2 separate regions of the Zea mays genome follow, and region 2 is linked to region 1. The links are chromatin contacts, called in public Hi-C maps. All regions are on one chromosome and are shown on one strand. The core of a region is the stretch at or near the end of the contact, and the rest is flanking DNA. Distances in the headings are between cores, read along the strand shown. Region 1 holds the start of LOC100217144. Region 2 holds the start of LOC100276889.

Region 1 (4,662 bases), core at 1,394-3,893:
GTATGGTGTGCCGCGCTCTCCCCTCATCAACCATGAATGTTAGTAAAAAGAGATTGAATCTCTCAAGAACTATTAGCATTTTTGAGAGAGTGTATGCTTTTAATAGCATGGATTGTAGATTTTAACGATAAAATGCTTAGAAACATTATATTTTTAAAGTAGATATACTTTTAATAGTAAATTTTAGAGTATATAAGATGAATGTTGATATAATTATAGAGTGCAGAGACACTATATTTTTAGAGTAGGTATGCTTTAACAATGTGAGATATAGGTTTTTAATAATAAATTTTGGAGTACCTAAGATGAATGTCCAGAGACATTATATTTTTTGAGAGTGGTACACTCAACACTTCTAGTCATAAATCATTTGTCTTCTAGTCATAAATCGTTTGTACCTGACATGTACATGACATTACTGAATTAGTAATACAAGTTGGCCTTAAAATTCATGTAGAAAACGGTAGGCTCCTCTGTTGCCTTCTCCAAAAAAATGGGAAGAAACAACCCCTAGAAAATTGAGCGAAGCTAATAGCCCAAAAAGAGACTTTCGAGGCTCTCTCTCTCATCTTTCCCTCTATTGTGAAAATAGGAGGTGTGTTTTCAATCAAATGAGGTGATTCTACCTGGGCTTCTCCTGAAAATAGGGAGTTATTCTTTCATATGAGCCAGAGTTAGAGGTGAAGCCAGTGATGCAATAGCTCTACCAAAGATACCTTAGAGCATTTCTAACAATGGTCTCAAATTAAATTAAGTTTCATGTTGAAATATATGACACGTGTCTTAAAATAGCTTCCAACAATGATCCTATTTTATAAAATTTTGATAAACACGTATAAGACCCAAATATAGTGTCTAGTACTCATCTACGACCCCTATCCCGTTTTTCCCATGATCCTACCTTCCCGTGAAACTTCATCGTACCTAGGGTAACCTAGGGTGTAGGAACGTTGCCTCGTTTGGAGTGCTCGTTGCTTTGGCCATTTCGACCCGCGATGATACTGCTCGTTGCTTTTGCCCTTGCTGCCTCGCGATGGTACTGCACGTTGGGTCTCTATGCCTGCAGGTTGCCTAGCGCCTTCTCTACTGATGCGAATAGCATATGCAACTAGCGGTAGTGAATAGCAGATGGCGTGGCAAAAAACATTTCCCAAACTATGGCAGGTTAACAGATTAGTAATTATAGGACCTATTGTTGGATCTAAACAATTTGTTGGGCCTTAAAATTATTTAAAATGGTTCCTATTTTAAAAATTAGGACCCAATTTTAGGACTCTCACGGCTTCCAAAATCTATTTTTAGGAGCATCTAAAAAGTTATTGGAAGTAGATTATAACCCTTTCTCCGACAGTTTCCCTAAAACGAATCAAAAATATTTTAAGCTAGATCAGATCAGCATTCGTCTTATATCGATATCTTTTTACGGATGCATTTTCTTATTCCGCAGCTTTAACGTCTGCATAGCGACCAAACCTATGCCGCCATTAAGGTCGGTGGCGGTACATGGGCGGGAGCGACCAGCGAGGGAGGATCAAGGATCAACTATGGGCCCAAGCAACAATAGAGGCCTGACCAACAACGGAGGTCCAATAGCAGGGCCGCATGACGACAGGTTGCGCGGCCGTGACAGCGGACACCCTGCTAGTTTTTGCAAACGAGAAAGAATTTGTGCAGAAAAATACACACAAAGCAGTAAAAAAAAAGAAAGTTTGCTCGATTTTGCATGCGCTTGCGTTTCTAGGGAGCCCAAAAGTTTTATTTTTTCTAGCTATAAATGAGATAGTTTAGGGCTACGAAAAAATTAGAGGAACTTTAGGATAGTGTTGGAGACAAGATTTTGTGTTTTTTCCAAAAAAAAAAACTTAATTTAGAAGACTGCTTGGATGGAAGGATAACAACACCGTCAGAGCATCTCCATTAGTTCTCCAAAAAATGCTCCATAAACTCTGATTTAGTAAGTTGTTAAATATATATTGTAAACAAAAACTATCTTAACATCCAACGGTCCCCAATTCTTAAACCATTGAATATTTAAATTATGTTAACTCGATGGTAAATTCATTATTTTCTTAATTTAAATTATTTGAAGTACATCAATTCATTATTTTCTTAACTTGAATTATTTAAAGTACATTATTTTTACACGGGTGGGTGCGAATTTGATGGTGATTTTATGGTGTGATTGGGCTATTGAGAGGTGAACAACTTCCTAAGTTTGGCGACTAAATAGTGATATTTTAAAATTTAGTATAAATTAGGATCTCATTTAAGAAACTGTTAACACTCTAAATTAAATATATGGAGGTTTTTTTTTGAACTTCTGGAGATGCTCTCATGGTAGTGGAGGATTACTCCTTGAGTGAGCTCTGAGCTGCGCAGTGCGCACGTCCATTCGACCCACGTGCTGACACTTGACAGTGACAGAATAATCAATTCAAAACTGCAAATGGCTGCGTAAAAAATACTAATACAGTATGAAAGTGAAAATGAGCCGGAGACCAAGACTGGGGAGACAGCACAGTCACGGAATCAAAACACAAAAACGATTTTTACAAACAAAATAAAAAAGACTTTCCTAAAGAGAGAGAAATGACGACAAAAACAAAAGAGAGACTTCAACTGGGCAGGCGCCGACGGCGACGTGTGGGTGGTGGCGGCTGGTCCCAAGCTCGGGGCGGGCGCGACGCGCGAGCACCGCACCGATGCCGATGCTCCTCCCACCCCCTCCCCTCCCCTCCTCCTCATCACCCAACTACTACCTCCCATCCCATCCGCGCCCTCCTTCGGTCCTCTCCCATCCGCTCCGCTCGCAGCCCCTCCCCTTGCCCCCCGCGATGTCGTCGTCGTCACCGCCGCCGCGGCCCGACGACGACGACGGTGCGCAGGAGGTGGGCGCCAGCGATGGGAGGTCGCTGGGCTACGGCGAGGCGGAGTACTGGGACGCGCGGTACGTGGAGGAGGGCGGCGCGCCGTACGACTGGTATCAACGCTACGACGCGCTCCGCCCCTTCGTCCGCTGCTTCGCGCCGCCGGCGTCCCGGATCCTCATGGTTGGCTGCGGCTCCGCACGTACGCAATCCGCCCCAACCCACTTCCTTCTAGTAACCAGTAACTCTACCCATCGTACTATCAGCAACAGTAATAGCGGACGAGCGGAGTTTTCCTTGTTGCGGCGTTGCTTCGCTTTCTTCCAATAATCCCTCGATGTTCCCGAAAATAGAAAGCTCAGGTCAATTTTCTCCTCCTCTTGTTGCTCGTAATAGTAAGCAATCTGCGAAATGCGCCGATAGAATTGAAACCACTGTTTGGGTTTGGCCACGCAATAGTAGTGTCTGCAGAAGTGTCGGTGCCTAGGTGGTGATTTGGTTGCGCTTTTTTTTTGTATCTTTGCTTAATTACTGTACGTATATCGTCATGGGGCATGACAACGGGACAGGGTCTTTCTCGCGCCACTTCTTTTCTGCCAAGTCGTTCTCTTGGTCGGTCTACGTGTTGGGCATAGTGTTTCATCTGCTGTTTACTCTGAACGGAATCCTGCTGCTGCTGTGGATTGCTCTACGGACTACAGATATGCCACTTGTGAAGCATACTGGAATTGCACGCTCTTGTTTCTTGTCACTCGTCTACGCAGCATTATTGTGTTTCTTTGCTTTTCCTTATGTTGAACGTGGAGTCACACATCCCGAACCACGAACCAGCACTTGTCTGTATGATTTATTTTAATTCGTCCAGGAAACAACAGGGTTGTACAGTCGATTGTCTCAATGCACTCTGATCAGGCTAGTCCTGTAGTACAGCAAGTTTGCTTTTTGTTCTTGTCAGGCAAACCTCCACACTTTCATGCTTCTTCTTTTCCTTAATCACATTCTCCGTCCTAATTAATGCAACTAATCCAATTTTCTTCTCTGATGCCTGTAGTCATGTCGGAGGATATGGTCACTGACGGCTATGTGGAGATAGTGAACATTGACATTTCGTCGGTTGTGATTGAGATGATGAGAAAGAAATACTTCGATGTTCCTCAGCTGCAATGTATCCTTTGACTGTTTTTATCATTTCCCCCAATCTATTGTCCATTGATACCCTTATGAACTGCAGACTTGCGCATGGATGTTAGAGATATGAGTATGTTTCCGGACGAATCGTTCGATTGTGCAATCGATAAAGGTACACTTTTCCTGCTATGATGTTCTGTTTGTGGCCATTGCTGACACGCATTTGAAGTAATTTCACTCACTTAACTTTGTTAAATTCTTAGGGACTCTGGACTCATTGATGGTAAGTAGGAGTAGGTAACATTAAGTCACCATGTCTTTTTCCTTATTTCTGGACTTCTTCAGCAATGCCGTCTTGCTGCTTTCATAGTGTGGTGTGGATGCTCCCCTCAGTGCAGCTCAGATGATTTTGGAAGTGGACAGGTTTTTTAGTGTCTTGCTGCCTTTCTGAAGTATCACTCTGCAGTGTCATCTGGGCCAAGATATCTTGTAAATTTCAACAGCCCTGCAGCCTTATCAGTTATACTTTTTTATTGCAGGCTTCTTAAACCAGGAGGAACCTTTATTTTGGTACGCACTTTTGTACATTTGCTCTGAAAGTAGTGCTGTTGAGGACAATTTTGGGTCTGAGTTCTAGATTATTTCTCCATTCCTCTTCTTAGTCATG
Region 2 (4,662 bases), core at 758-3,257, 260 kb after region 1:
CTTTCATCAAACCGGAGCAGAAATGAGAATCCCCCACTCTATATGACACTTTTGACACAGTATGTATTCCAAATACTTTTTACGAAGTAACTCTTGCCGCATACCTTCTTCATTACTTAATTTGAACAGTCACTTACTTAGTAATCACTTGTTCTGGATGTCTATATTTTGTATTCCCAGGCCCCCTTGACCATTCCACCTGGACGTGTTTGTCATGGCTCTGCTCCACTGCAGAGCAACTCTACTCCAAAACTCTAAGTGGAACAGAACTCTAAAGTTTAAATTGCTTTCTTATAACAAGTGGCAGTGTCGGGTAAATAACTCTAAACTCCATGCCTAGATTGCTTTTTAGAGTTTTGGGAACAGCAAAAGTGGTACTCCAAAAATTGGTACTACAACTCTGAAAATTCTATGGAGTTTGTAACTCTAGAGTTGGGGTGTTTGGATAGCTCTGTCTAACTCCTCCTTGAAGTTTTGATCTGAAGTCATGCCAAACACATCCATAGTACAGTAGGCCATTTCTGAGTCCTCTATATTTATAGAGACTTTCTAATATTATAATTTATAAAAATGGCATTTAAATAAATAGCAAACATGACTACAAGTAATAAAATACTACCGATAATAATAAATAAAATACAAATAAATTTAAATAAATTACCAGCCGATACATTATATATTTAGAATACTTTAGGCATATGATTTGTACTTTTCTGCATAGAACAAACTAGTTCAAATTTTTAGAGAGCAAAAATATTTGTTTAGAACTAGTTTGGAAATCCCATTTTTTCAAAGAAAAATAGTTCATTTTTTCTTGACAAAATGGAGTTTTCAAACTAACCCTTAATAATTTGTTAAGAATTTAGGCATGATCGATCCAGGAATACCACTTGGGTCTAGTAATTTTGAAAATGTCTTTCTGGATCTCTAAACTTGTTAAGTGGTGTATTAAAGTCCTAAAGTTATTAAATGATGCACTGGCCGTCTATTTGTGACCATATGGCCGCGTCTATTTGTAGACCATATGATTCACGTAGATGCACCACTAAACAAATTGAAGGAACAAGGAATATGTTTTTAAAGTTTATGGGTCTAAATGGTACCACTTGAGGGCTTGTTTGTTTGGTCTCAATCCATATGAATAAAGTGAGATTTAGTGGGTTTAAATCCTAAAAAAGTCAAAAAAAAAATTCAATCTCAACCGAACAAAGCCTTCAGTGTTATCATAACGAACTTCAGAAGTAAAACATCCGAAGCAAGGCGTTTGGCCAAGCTGGTCGTTGTGGATGGATGAGGTAGACGTCTAGACGAGGCGTTGAGGCCTAGTAGGCCTATATGTGGCCAGGAGGCGTCGAGGCCCAGGGCGGAGGCCTCATCGGCGACGCCGGAGGCATAGGTGGCGGAGGAGTCACCGGCGGCGACGGAGACATAGTCGGGATGTTGAATATGGGTGGCACAGGTCCAACTGTGTACAAAAGAAAGAAATTACAAGGTGGTATTGATGGGAAAAATACATGATTAGATACTAGTACGATCAATCATAGCAACTGAGAAAAAACCTACCGAAACACATGGCAGGGAGCTGAGGCGGCACGATCGCCCAGCAGGCAACAGGCAGCAAGGCGAGTCGGATGGGGTCGATGTTAATGCGCAAGAGCTCGTTGATCTCGCCGCCAATGGCGTGGCAGAGGCAGATGGATGCCGGCGTCCTGAGAACCGCCCTCAGGGGCGCGCAGCAGCTCGCCGGAGGGCCAGAGATAACCGTTCCGGTCGACAGGAACGGAGCGCAGCTGCTGACCTCGTATAACGTCTGAACACAGTTCGTCGGCCTGCCGTACGGTGGCGGTGGCGGCGGACCGGCAGCCGTAGCTTGAAGCGCTGCTATCGCCACCACGGCCATGGCGAGCAAGGAGACGACGGTGGGTGCTGCCATGGCTGCTGCTGCTGCTTGAAGGTGAAGTAGTACGTATGGACTTGTTTATGAAACTGATGCTCTGCTACGTACGGTGTGGGTGAACTCTGATTTTTTTTATATATAGTCAGCACGTCAGCCAAGTCGGTATGCATGCTTCCACGTTCTTTTCCCTACAAGATTTCAGAGCCACTGACGTTCCGTTACCATCGTTCAGCTTGCCCGCAGACTGTATCGCTCAACGCTGTGTGATGCGCCCGCGCGGAGGAGTCGGTGCATCCAGTTCCAACTGACGACTGACTGTTGTCACAGCAGCAACAAGAGAGCCGAGGCCGCCACCGATCAGGTCGGCAGCAATTGACTGCAGCAAAGATCAAGCAGACGAAGCACCATGTTTTTTATTAAGTAAAGTATATCATCATCCTCACATTTGGCATGATGTGTCACTCAAACTAGAAAAAAAACGGATGTTGTAACCTAATCAGTACATCCAAAAAATTTGATCAAGCTGGATGTCGACGTGGTGTACAACGCTAAATCATATTAATGAAAGTTTGGAGATCCAAATGACACAATATTGCTAAATTTAGAGACCTAAGGGACACGACACATTAAGTTTAGAGACCAAAATCTATACTATATTAAGATCCTATTTGAGAGGGCTTCATTTTTAAATTGCAGCTTCCATTTTCCAACTTCACCAAAAAGACAACTTCAAAAGATTGATAAGATAGGGTTCAAAAGTGTTTGACTTGCACATAGACTCCAGCTTCTATAATACAACTGACTTGTGCGAGTTTTCTTAATTACCCTTGATGTTTAGCGGGTGGAGAAAGAGATATGAATCGATACATCATGTAACGAATAGCTGGTGGGTAATTTTTATGTAACTTCATAAAGAGGTATAAAAACAGTGTTTGTGAAGCACACTTTGAGGAGCATAAAAAATTTCATAAAACTGGTCTCTTGTTTTAATTTTTTTTAAACTAGAGCTCGTTGAGCTCGACCTGTTTGGATAGAAGAAGCTAAAATAGACCTGAAATTATTGAAGTATAGCTCTCCCAAGCAGCGTCTAAATTACAAGTTTTCCTGGTTCCACGGTTTCCGTATTCACTTTTACAAAAAAAAAAAAAAACTTATATTTCTTTCTAATCAATCATGGTCCCTCTGACTTGGTCGGATCCACATTTAAACATTTAATTGGTTATAAGAAAAATTATGTATAAATAAAGATTCAAACCATTATTGTAGTTTTAAACTTGCATTTACATTCACCTAACCAACAAAATATATATATGTTTGTGTTTTATACTTTATATTAAAATATAAATAAAAATCGCAGCAATGAACATGTACTTTGGATTAAAGTAACATGTCTCGTCGGCAGTCCGTAGCACACGTGGTTGTAGCTGGTGCAGCCGGCCAGACCAGAAGCTAGCGTGACCCCACCCCCACACATTCATCCAACATGCTACATGCGTGGTTGAAGCTGGTGCGATGGATGAATCCAATCCGGCGGGTTGGTGAGTGTTTGCTTGACGTATAAGAAGCCATGGAAGAAGCGACTATATTTTGTATCGTGTTTGGATGAGAGTCACGTTATAGTAAGATAAACATTAGAGCAATTTTTAATCATGACGTGATTTCAAAAAATCGATGAAACGGTATCGTCTCACTTTCTACCTCCTTTTATCTTTCTCCACACATAATTTTCATGATACCTAGATTTTTTTCTATAGCTAAATTCTTCATCAACCATATTCTAAAAAAACTCATCAGAAAAAGTTAAACCAAACAAACTCATAGAGCTCATGCTTTCCTTTATTTAATCGTTAATAAGTTAATAATGTTCACGTCGAGGAGATCTTCCGTTAATTGTTAATGTTCGTTTTGTGTACAGGTGGTCACAGGAGAAGTATCTGTGGCATGCCAACTTTGTAGAAATCCTAATAAACCAATAATCCACGACCATAACGTTTTCTTCCATCTTTTTTACTGCCATCTCTCGTGTAAATGATCGTGGAAAGTTTTACACTGTTTTGCAATGTACATTACACTGTTTACAGAATAAAATCGAAAATAAAAAGTAAGATAGAAAGCAGAATAGAGAGTCTATTGGATCCTACTATCTCCAGCAGACTACCTCACTGTATTTTAAACTATATATTCAACAAACAGTGAAATATATAGTACAAAATAGTACTTTGTAGGGTCGTTTACGTAGGCTGTTGGAGATAGCCTCAAGCTGGTTGTCTACAGCTCCGGATCAGGCCACCCAACTATCTGATGTAGTCATGGTAACATAGCATTCAATGAACCTGATGTCAAGCAGATGACACAACAATTCGAAACTGCATGATTCAAACCCGCAGAAAGCAGTTTGCCTGGTTCTATTATTTCAGGCACAAAACGAACGCTTATCATTCCTTTACCAGTACTGCGCAAGACATACACGGAGAGGAAGAAAATAACGAAGCAAATTATCATAATCATCAGTTGGCATCCGAAACCCGTTTCCCAGCCATTAAATCATAAGGGTCGAGAAGGGTCTTCCTTCTGATGAGACGAACATGTAGTCTCATTGGCACAGCCTGTTTTATTGGCAGCTCATTGCAAAGCAACTTCTCGGTCTTGATTAGGTCAAATGGTATTTTCTACATCAATTTTGCTGTCACAACGTTTCGGAAACGGAATCCAAAGTGTAGCATGGTCCTCGTATCGACACAGGTTGGAGAAGCTGAAAAGGACAG

What was found. Hi-C and Micro-C count contacts between places; a contact is called where the count stands out from the background.
Region 2: a Hi-C map of tassel shows a contact between it and region 1, with 1.7 times the contacts expected there. The contact joins the promoter of LOC100276889 here to the promoter of LOC100217144 in region 1. A contact is called at or near these places in 2 of 25 Hi-C or Micro-C datasets (ear and tassel).

Annotation. Positions count from the first base shown.
Region 1 is chr7:179,758,704-179,763,365 of Zm-B73-REFERENCE-NAM-5.0, forward strand. It overlaps LOC100217144, which reads left to right and starts at 2,644. Exons shown (of 8, transcript NM_001359648.1): 1 at 2,644-3,069; 2 at 3,919-4,032; 3 at 4,099-4,167; 4 at 4,259-4,278; 5 at 4,366-4,418; 6 at 4,535-4,565. The coding sequence starts at 2,703.
Region 2 is chr7:180,016,938-180,021,599 of Zm-B73-REFERENCE-NAM-5.0, forward strand. It overlaps LOC100276889, which reads right to left and starts at 2,008. Exons shown (of 2, transcript NM_001150591.2): 1 at 1,564-2,008; 2 at 1,198-1,465. The coding sequence starts at 1,933. The coding sequence ends at 1,332. It overlaps LOC103643027 (30S ribosomal protein S9, chloroplastic), which reads right to left. Exons shown (of 5, transcript NM_001346498.3): 5 at 4,373-4,662.